Regions from separate parts of the Larimichthys crocea genome. Here region 1 is linked to region 2. A link is a contact called in public Hi-C data. All regions are on one chromosome and are shown on one strand. The core of a region is the stretch at or near the end of the contact, and the rest is flanking DNA. Distances in the headings are between cores, read along the strand shown. Region 1 holds the start of aff2 (AF4/FMR2 family, member 2). Region 2 holds the start of ids (iduronate 2-sulfatase).

The links. A called contact is a pair of places that touch in the nucleus more often than the background predicts.
Region 1: a Hi-C map of muscle shows a contact between it and region 2, with 3 times the contacts expected there. The contact joins the promoter of aff2 here to the promoter of ids in region 2. A contact is called at or near these places in 4 of 7 Hi-C or Micro-C datasets (all in muscle).

Annotation. Positions count from the first base shown.
Region 1 is chrI:43,011,714-43,017,162 of L_crocea_2.0, forward strand. aff2 (AF4/FMR2 family, member 2) reads right to left here and starts at 2,302. Exons shown (of 26, transcript XM_027280910.1): 1 at 1,887-2,302. The coding sequence starts at 1,889.
Region 2 is chrI:42,846,270-42,851,594 of L_crocea_2.0, forward strand. It overlaps ids (iduronate 2-sulfatase), which reads left to right and starts at 2,742. Exons shown (of 13, transcript XM_019255930.2): 1 at 2,742-2,909; 2 at 3,317-3,453; 3 at 3,549-3,726; 4 at 3,953-4,041. The coding sequence starts at 2,837. It overlaps dcps (decapping enzyme, scavenger), which reads right to left and starts at 1,858. Exons shown (of 6, transcript XM_010747461.3): 1 at 1,598-1,858; 2 at 478-628; 3 at 243-388; 4 at 45-158. The coding sequence starts at 1,822.

The sequences.
Region 1 (5,449 bases), core at 1,052-3,551, 170 kb after region 2:
AATGTTGTGATAAAACCCAAAATCATGCGAGAGAAATAGAATTATATGTCTACGGGCTGACAGCCTCCTCCAGCATCTTTTGGCCTCCGTGGTGTTACAGCGCTCCTCTCTGCTGTGAGTCTTTGTTCCTCTCCTGCATATGAAAATCCTCCACCCAGGACTGTAATGTAAGATAATGCAATATAGTGCAGTATGGATTGAGGCTGCAACTAACAGTCATTTTCATCACAGCCTCGCTCATATTGAATTTTTAAAGCAGAGTTTAAAAAGATCTTGATACGGATCCCTTTGATTTTTTTACAGTGTAAAAACTGGTCAGCTCTCTCTGGAGGACAAACTATGTAAAAGGTGAAAAGACCTGAAACCTTGTTACTTATTGCCCAACACAGATAAGTCTGCGATGAACTAATATCAACCATTTAGTGATGAATCATTGACGAGGCTCATCATCAATGGTGATGCCTTCAAATGTCCTGTTTTGTCCTGAGGCCGGCTTCTTTAATGGATGCAGCTGATCAGCTCAAGCAACCGATTATCTGATCAACACTAACTCCACAGCACAGTGATTATTCATCGTTTAAAGGACCGCTGTGTCAGATTCAGTAGCATCTAGTAGCCTCACCCACTCCATCCTAGCTGAAGTAGGCGAACCAAACATGCAAAACAATGTCTTTCTAGAGCCGGTCTATACCCGCAAATTCCACCAAGCAGGGATGCGACACGGCCGCCAGAGCTGTACTCCATGTGCAGTTAGTTCTAGTCGATGTTTTGAGGCCTGGTAGGGTTCCAGACACAGGAACAGCATAGAGAATCCGGTTGATTTTCAAAATAAAACAGCCAAAAGGGTCATTTGTTACCCTTTTGGTTGTTTTATTTTGAAAATTGACCAGATTATGTAGCATGTTTACAGATAAGCACATAGACAAAGGAAAAACACTGAGCAATTTAACAAAGTCTGGCAGTCAGAACACTTCTGAAATGCTCCCGGTAGGTTTGAAGTCGCATGGACGATGGACCAAAACAACATCGCGGCCTATCTAGAGCTTAAGTTGGGCTACTGTAGAAACATGGCGGTTCCACATGGCGGACTCCGCCATGAACCGGTGGCGTCTGTAGATATAAGGTTCATTCTAAAGGGAATAAAACATAACAAGTCTTGATTATACACACATAGTACTTATATTCACTTACTGCATGTAGTCTGTAAATTGTACACACTGGACCTTTAATGGGAAAACATCATTTTTAGGCCATGGACAGGAGAAACTGAAGGAGTGCTATCCCCCCCCAAAAAAAAAATCATCACAACAAGCCAACTTCATTGTGTGCACGTGACTGCGTGCGTCCAACACACAACAACAGACCGACCAGTGACCGGCTCACCTGCGCTCTGTTTACCAACAAGAGGATCACATCCGATATCAAGCTGTCAAACTTCTGCTGCGAGGACCACACCATCCATGCACACTGTGTGCACGCACAGCCAGCACACTGCTGCTGCTGCTGCTGCCCGTGTCACCGCTCTGTCACACACAACCCCGGTGCGCTCTCACATACAAATCAAACATTCCTTTAAATATCACAATGAGACAGTAAAAAGCCGGCGTTGCGCTGCGTGTGTGTGTGTGTGCATGTGCATGTGTGTGTGTGTGTGTGTGTGCAGGCTACGTCTCAAGCAACAGCGATACGGTGACAAAGAGACGATGCACGATTTCACCCCGACTCACTTTGACTGTCTCTGCACCTCCAGTAATCATAATAATAATAATAATAATAATAATAATAATAATAATAAGGTTGCCATGTCCCTTCATCCACCTTTAAAACCTCCACACATTAATACAAAAGCAGCACAGTGATAATAAAGCAGTGTGAGCAGGACTTACCATGGTTGTTCAAGCTCCCAGTCTCTGAAAAAGTCGAATTCAAAGAGATCCATGACCGCTTCGGTCTGCTGCTGCCGCCGCTGCTGCCGCCGCTGCTGCTGCTGGTGGTGGTGGTGGTGGTGGTTAAAATCCAAAGCTGGTGCTACGTGGTTCTACATGGGCTACTGATACTGAGAGAGAGAGAGAGTGTGTCAGAGAGGAGGGAGAGTAGACACAAGCGGCTGCTGCTGCCAGGAAGCTGCTACGTGGTCGAGGCAAGCTGACAGGCAGGCAGGCAGACGTGGAGGGAGGGAGGGAGGAGAGAGAGAGAGAGAGAGAGCACACACTTATACAGTGTATACAAACACACACACACTGAAGAAGGCTGTGGAAGACAAGTCACACTGAGATACTCACTGCAAACATTTTCCTTCATAACAAGTAGAGCTATTTATACAGCACAGATCTTTAAAAAAATAAACCCACACACACACATGCACATGCACACACACACATGCACAAAATGTGTCTTAATGTGAAACTGTGACTTGGCAACAGGAAATTGATTTAAATGTCTTCTTTTTTCTTTTTTTTCTTAAAGTGCACTTGTGACTGAGATGAATCACATGGTTCAGTCAGTGAAGTACACACTCCTGACATGTCAGTCTCTATTGGAGATCGTCCTTTACATTATGAGTCACACTTCTGCCCCCTCTATGCATCTCTTCAGACTCTGATGTCTTTGTGTGGAAGAGCGCCCGTTCACTGGAGTTTCCTAATATATGCTGCAGGGACACTTGACTTGTAGAAAATGTGGATTGGGTGCCACAAAAAAAAAAGTCTATTAATATATATAGAAATCCTCATTTTATTCACGTTCAGTCGTCCTTTCTATAAATTTGATCTCTCTCACTGACAGTCTAAATGTTTCAAGGTCCTCTCCTCCCTGTCTGGATTTAATAATGGTGGAAAAATACTAAAAGCTTTATTATATTTGACTCTAGTTTTAAAGGTCAGTGCACTATGTGTAATTTTCATGTAAGTTTAGAGAAATTCACAGAAAGCGACAACGAGGACGTGACCTTGGCGTCTCTTTGTGGGGAGCCGTGCCTAACGTGGAGTCAGAATCATTTCTGTTGTTTGTCGAGGGAAATCTGTTAAACTGTTAAATCAGTTTGAATCGCAAACATGCCTTTCTTATTTTTTAATATACAGAAACAATCTCATCCGACATAAAGAAATCAGCAGAGAGTAACCAAACACTGCACGACGGCTCCAGAGCTTTATTTCTGGTCGGCCTGGTCTCCATCAGGCAAACATGAAAGTCTTAAATGACTTGTTTTTTTCCCCCGCCGGTCTCTAAATGCTGTTTAAATTTGTTGAAATGTTGTTCAGTATTGCGCTATCACGTGCAATTGTTACATTTCCATCTGCATTTTTCCTGCGGGTTCATTGAATGTTGTCCAGTGTCATCATACGAAGGTATTTGTACAATAAATCTTAGAAGGAAACGACAGTTTAGTCGCTTTGGTTTTTGGTTAGCGGTTGGTTGTGCCCTCATTGGCTGAGATCTCCAGACACAACAACATCACGAAATGAAACATGGCAACAAACGAAGTCATAATGGTTGTAAACAAACCAAAAGTCATTTTTTATTGAAAGTAGACTGCATGCATGGTAAAAAATCCAAACAAAATAACTACAGCAAGTAAGGCATGTCCAGCTTTTGATCATGTATCTTGCGTGTCTTCATTTAAATGTTTCCTTTCTTCGGTTGATTGGTTCACCATGACATCAGCATAATGTCCATATTTTTGTTTAACCAGTAAAGCCTGCAGTCTATAAACTGGTTGAAGCTGATGCTCTTCTGTGACAAATGCAGGTTTTTTGTGTATCCTCAAGTCTTCTGTACCGTCACATATCTTTTCCTCCTAATCTGCTCTCTTTGCTGTATTTAATTTGTTTTAATTACGTGCACCTGAATCTACTTATCTGTTTAAACCGTGACATCAGCCGAGATGTTTTTTTCCTGCTCATTCCTCTTCTGGATTACAAAAGAATGACACTGCAAATCTCTTTTTTTCACTCTGAGCGTGAAGCAGTTCAGCTCCAGTTGGCCGCTGTCAAGCCTCTTCCTGTTCAGTCCAATAAAGTTCAGGAGCTATAACCCTTCCGTGCGGTTTCTCTCTGCTTTTCCCGTCACTGAATTTTCCTGCACCTGGCCTAAATATAGGATTGGACGTCCAAACAACTGCTCCTCTGTATCGTCCAAACTTCAGTCTCCTGAACAGCGAGTGAGTGAGATCTACATTTTCCTTAGTCTAGTTCATGACTGATGATTAAACAAAGTGAACTTGTGCAGCCTCGGTGAAATGATCCTCCTGCAGAGAGGCCTCAAAGCAGCAAGCTACCACTGACAAATGTTAATATTTGATACTGCACATTTCTTCAGGTCCAGGTGCTCTTTGAACATCTTACGAACTGCACTCACCACCTGGCTTTTGCATCTCTATCCAACCACTTCACCTTTGTCTGAGAAGAGCCACCGTCGAGGCGTGTTAATAACAGTTTAGCAGCCCACCATCCTCACTCTCCATCATACACTTGCTGCAACACATGCCCAGCAGCACGTTTTACTGTTTACGCCTCGCTATGAATAATGATTGACCAGATGGTTGAAACTTCTCACTCAGCATGTGCTGTAGCTGTAACTGTGGTTCCTTTGTGACATCACTGTCCCCCTCCTTTAAGAAGTCCTCCCACGCCGAAAGCCTGCATGTTTTTTTACTTGTGATGGGAGAACAACGAGAAGTCCAAATGTATCGGAAGTAATGTTTGAAGATACACTGCAGGCTGTATGCAAGTGTGTGTGTGTCTTTTGCTTTGTGTGGTGTGTGTGTGCATGGGTATTTTGGTCTGGTCTGGGGCAACATGCCAGCATTGCTCTGCATCACACCACCACAAGTACAAACAGCAGCCTCGGATGAAGAGAAGAGAAGAGAAGAGAAGAGAAGAGAAGAGAAGAGAAGAGAAGAGAAGAGAAGAGAAGAGAAGAGTTAACCACAGTGCATGATGGGAATAAAACACTGCCAGCCATAAGCGATATTGTCTGAAAGTGGCTTCATGACCTTGATCAATTCCAGCCATTTCAACCTCACAAATCAAAATTCCAGACAACTCCAGACCTTAAAAAACACCACATCGAAATTCAACCAATTTTCAAGGATTTTAAGCACCTGCGGGATCAGTGGTTTTTGTGTGTGTGTGTGTGTGTGTGTAAGGAAAGGCTGTCCAAAACTAGGTCAGACACTGAGAGACAGAGAATGACTAGAGAGAGAGAGAGAGAGAGAGAGGGAGAGGAAAGGATCTAGATATATAGAAATAAAGAAGAGCTGATGAGAGTTAGATGACAAAAAAAAAGATAGAGAGACGTTAAGATAAAATGTAATTAAGGGCAAACTTACAGACACTCACTTCCAGCTCATTACACAGACTTTACTGCGACCAGAGTGACTGTTTATTTAGAGATTTTTTTCCCCCCTCCCATCTTCTTCTTCGTTATGTGTCTTTATGGGCAGCGTATT
Region 2 (5,325 bases), core at 1,492-3,991:
AGCTGAAAAAGCTTCTACTGTGGTCAAAGTCCGCATTTTCTCACCTGTTTCTGGTCCCATTTGAAATCCGGGAGGAGAACAAAGCCAACCTCTGGGTCGGGATCTTCATAAACAATCCTGTCAGCTTCTGCCTTCTTCTCCAGGATGTTGTACACCCACTGACATGGTGACAGATATGTTAAGTTAATCCAGAGATGATGTTTTACATCCACAAGTACGAGTCACGATGCATAAACGCTGACCTGCACGCTGAAAGTCTGCTTCTGAATGTAGGGCAGAGTGATTGACTGATAGTCCTCACCCGTCTCCTCCACCAGGGAACTCTCTTGCCGCTGGTATTTCGTTACATGCTTATCAGTAGCTGGACACACCACTGTCGTCTTGATCTCTGCAAAAACACAAAACACACAGGCTGCATCACTTTTTCCTCAAGCCGGTGCCAAAGCGGCTGCTGGATCGCCTTCAGTCAGACCGTACCATTGAGATGAGGAGGAGCATGTAGCCGATAGGTGCTGTAGATGTCGTTCTTCATCTCCAGCTTCAGCGTGGAGCCGCTGAAGAGCTCAGCCAGGGTGTCCTCTCTGATGGGCGTCTTCTCCAGGATGACCACAGCCTCCTGATCGGCGAGCTGGTGACGACATGTTCAACAGTGTGAGGACTGCAAGTGCAGATGTAAAGAAAATAGAAAATAAAACAGCACGACTTTTGTAACACATGCTGTCATATCTATTTCTTTAAAAATACATTCTTCAATTAAATGACCTCTGGTCTCATTCATCCGTTTACACAGTCCTTTATCCCCACTTCTACTTCTTTCTGTGTTTTTATTACACATTTTTACTTCTACGGTCACTTTCTATGTTTTTATATAGTTTTTGTGTAGATGTTTAGCACGGGTTAACTTCTTAACACAGATATATATATTTATTTTCTATGCAAATGTTTAAAATTTAACTCCTTTGCACATTTTTAAATTCCTCTGTACATATTTTAAATTCTACGCACATGTTTAATTTCTCCGCAAATGTTTGATTTAGCTACAAAATATTTAATTTCTCTGCACATATCTACATTTAGATCTATCGTAGGTCAATTTTAAACGTATGGATACTGTGTTATAGGTTAATTCTAATGTATGTGTATGTCTGCATGCTGCTACTAGATGCTTGAATTTCCTTGAGGATCAATAAAGTATCTATCTATCTATCTATCTATCTATCTATCTATCTATCTATCTATCTTAAAGAAAACTCCTTGAATAAGAAGGACTGGATTCAAAGTATCAAAGTTTAAGTTGGATTTATTATTCTTGTACAAGAAGGAGCTTTTAACAGTGCAACACACAAAAAGGGTTTACAGAGAAAAGGCTCCTCGAGAAGCTCTAACAGGTTTGTTCTTATACTTTTTTTCTCTATCAAGAAGCGTTACAGACTTTTATTTTGAAATATGAAACCGGAAGTCAATGCTCTCATTACTTTAAATAAATCTAACAATAAAAACATTTACCTTTAACAATAACTCACTTCACACCTGTGAACCACAGTCAGCTGGTCACCTGCTCTCAGTTCAGTAAAGTTACCTGACGTTACGTCTTTACCTTCCCGCGGATGAACATCGTTTTCTCCCGGGCTGAATCGTTGAGGACGTTGGAGGTTTTAAACCCGCACAGAACATTTTCAGACTCAGCTTCTCCTCCTTCTCCTCCTTCTCCTTCTCCTCCTCCTCCTCCTCCGTTTTCACCGTCCACTCTCGCTTTCTTCTCGGCTCTCTGAGGTAACTCGTCAGCTTCAACACCGTCACGTTTAACCGCCGGGTCCGCCATGTTTCTTGTTGCTGTTTGACTATTCCGGACAAAGATCGCCTATATTTGAAGCGATCACTCACTCTGCCGAACCGAAATGTGAGAACTACAATTTACAATTAATTTAATTTCTGCCATATGTACAGGACATACAGAGAATTTAAATTGCGTTTCCCTCTCATCCTGGTGCAAACAGCAAAATAAACATGAAATATAAAATATAGTAAAAGATGTGAAAAATATAAAATAAAAATATATACAAGCTAAAAGACATCCAAGAAAGTCTGGAAGATATAAATAGTATAAATACGGCGGCAATTTACAGTATTAACAGTGAGGTCTATCAAAAATGAAATATGTACCGGAATGTATACAGAGTAAATGAAGAAACATGAGTGTCTCTCATAATTTACCGTTTACTTTAAACCTCCCAGAGTTTATTATTGTTTAGTTTGCGTTAAAGTAGACTAATACTTTCTAATACTTTAATAAACTGGGATTTATTTTAACAAAACTCAACTTGGTGCGGAGTGAGACCTCCTCACTTTATTCACCATCAGCTGTGTAAAGCCAGACAAGATGAATCAAACGGCTTCCGTTAAAAATCTTTCAAAATAAAAGCCACACAGTTAATGTAACTGATTTATAGCGATTTATAAAAATCTGTGCACTAATAATCTAAAATTCTTTTGACTTGTTGTACAAATTAAGCCACAAGCCATATCACCAAGCAGCTTTTCGAACAGGATGATAAATGTCACATTTGAGCCTCCGTAGTTGAACCTGTTTTGTAGTTTTTACCATTTAAGTGATTAATAAAAAATGATTGACACCTCATCTTCACCGTTTCGGGGGCGGGGCGACTAGCGAATGGACCAATGAGAACATCCCACCCGGGTGACGCGTTAATCAGGAAGTTATTTAAAGCAGAGGACGGCACGCTGATTTGTTTTTGTTTGTTTGTTTGTGTTGACGTCAGGCGTGTGCACGAGGATGCGACATTAACGTTAAACTTTAACCTGAAGGTGAACCAACATGAACACCTGTGTGAGAACATGCCTGCTCCTGCTCGCACTTCACACACTGGCTGCTGCAGCGAGGAGAAAAGGTGAAGTTTGTAACGAAACACGTGAAAAAGTCTTTTTATATCAAGTTTCCACTGAAACAGACGAGCTGTCCTGTTCACTGTCAGCCTGTCTGAGCGGTAAATCTCAGTAACTAGGTTAAATGAGCGGTTAATTGGCGCCTATCAGCCTGTTTGCTTAGTTTAATTTAATTTACTTGTTACATTTATTGTTTGTTGTGTTCAGTTTGATGTCAGAGGAAGTGAAACCTGATAGTTTCTGTTCAGCTTTTATCTGTGGTGTCTGATAACCACTCATTGTCTTAGTCAGTTTTAGTTCATAAAGATAATTCTGGCTCAAACTTTCCATAGGGAACTATGTCAGAGCTTGTTATGCTTCATAGTTTTATTTAAAAACTGTAATAACTCTGTCTTTGTGCTTTTTTTTCCAGAGAGGAAAAATGTCCTTTTCATCGTGGCAGATGATCTGCGCACATCTCTGGGCTGCTACGGCGACTCTGTGGCCAAATCACCAAACCTTGACCAGCTGGCGTCCAAGAGCCAAGTTTTCTTCAACGCTTACGCTCAGGTCTGTCGTCGAATGCAGTTTAAATTTGAAGTGACTGTGACGGATGGATCATGAATAAATGTTTGAATGTCTGTTTCCCCTCCTCTCTCTCTCAGCAAGCTGTGTGCGCTCCCAGTCGTACATCCATGTTGACAAGCCGCAGACCAGACACGACCAGGCTCTATGACTTCAAATCCTACTGGAGGGTCCATTCTGGAAACTACACCACCATGCCGCAGCACTTTAAATCTGCGGGATACTTCACCATGTCTGTGGGCAAAGTGTTTCATCCAGGTAGGATTGATGACATACACTTTTAATAAAAATCTAACTCGAGGTGTGAAGCATATTGTTTTCCTGACATGGGTATGAACCGCAGATGTACTGCAAGTTAATAATGCATTTTTGAGAGGAGCCTGATCTGCACGAACTTGTTGTTTCCTTGTGAAATGTCTGACATATTTGTGTCTATCCAATTGTGCAGTAGTAACAATGGTCGCGTTGTATTTTCTTCCTTTAGGTATTGCCTCTAACCACACGGATGACTACCCCTACAGCTGGTCCATCCCTGCATACCATCCGGCTTCATTTAGATTTGAGAAAGAAAAGGTACGAACAGGAGAGAGTATCCGTTACACAAAATGTTAAGTCAGTTCTGTGTCTGACTTTATACACATAGAAAAGGCGAATGTACCTTTGAGTGTACGGCTCGGCCTCAGAGTTTTGGAGCCTGTCTCACTGGTTGTTTTTTTTTTTATCCCTGCTCACTTCCACTTGCAGAAAAAAATCAGTTTCATACTGGTTTTGGTCCTGACCTTTTATAAATATGATTATTTGTTGCTTTTTTCAGCCACAGAAAGAATATTCTAAAATAATTATTTCTTTAAAAGCAGAATAATTTTCTGTTCATCAAGGCCTGATTGTCTGTAAGAAGTCAAACGACCTTGTTCATCTTAAATCTCCCAAATATTGACTAAATATGACGAAGGGTACCTGAAAATCAGCTGATAGCTGTTCTTTTTATTGGTCATAATGACACTCCAGCAATATTATCAAGCAATTATTTTCCTATGAAGAACATAATGATGCTGAACCTGTCCGCAGCACTACTTTGGGTATTGTGCATGTTACCGTATCGCTTGTGTTCATTGCAGTCCTTTAGAAGACCTCCAGCCTAAATACAGCTTCACAAGCTCTCTTCATTTCTCCTGAATACTGAATATTATTATTATTATTATTTTTTTTTTTTTTGTGCATTTTGCCAGTGAACTGACCTGCATATCTTTGAACGGAGGAAACCGGAGGTGACTGTTACAGCCGCTGCACCACAGTGCCTCCCCAGCCTAAGTCGTTACTGTGTGTCTGGTCTAATTTGTATAGCAAGTGTAGATTAGTCGTCTCGAGGTCTGAAGGAGGAAATCACTGCCGGTTTCGCTCAGCGGGAGAGTTTTGCAGATCCTTCTTGAAAAGGATTCTCCTGCTGGGCTCCATCAGGTGTTGACATCATCCGGATCAACAGGTGTAATGGCAGCTGCGGCACCATCATTTGAATAAGTGGTGGCTGCAGCTCTGTTGGCTGAGCTCCATTAGCGGAGCCAGAGGCAGCTGAGGCCCTGTCATTTTCCTCGGCGCAGAGCAGGTAGTCGTAGGCGGTGCAGATTATAAAGTTGTGATATCGGGCCGTATAAATAAAATAGCAGGAATCTGAATTGTCATAACTGGCAGTAGCAGCAGCGCCTGACACTTCATGAGTGGGAGTTACAAAATCTTTGCCTCCTTGATGTAAGTATGTGGCTGCTGAAGGTCTGTCATAAGAGCTCCTCTAATGTCTCTGTTAATTCCTGTAAGGGAGACATCTGGAGAGCTACAGCTGTGTCTGACAAGTCTTAAAAA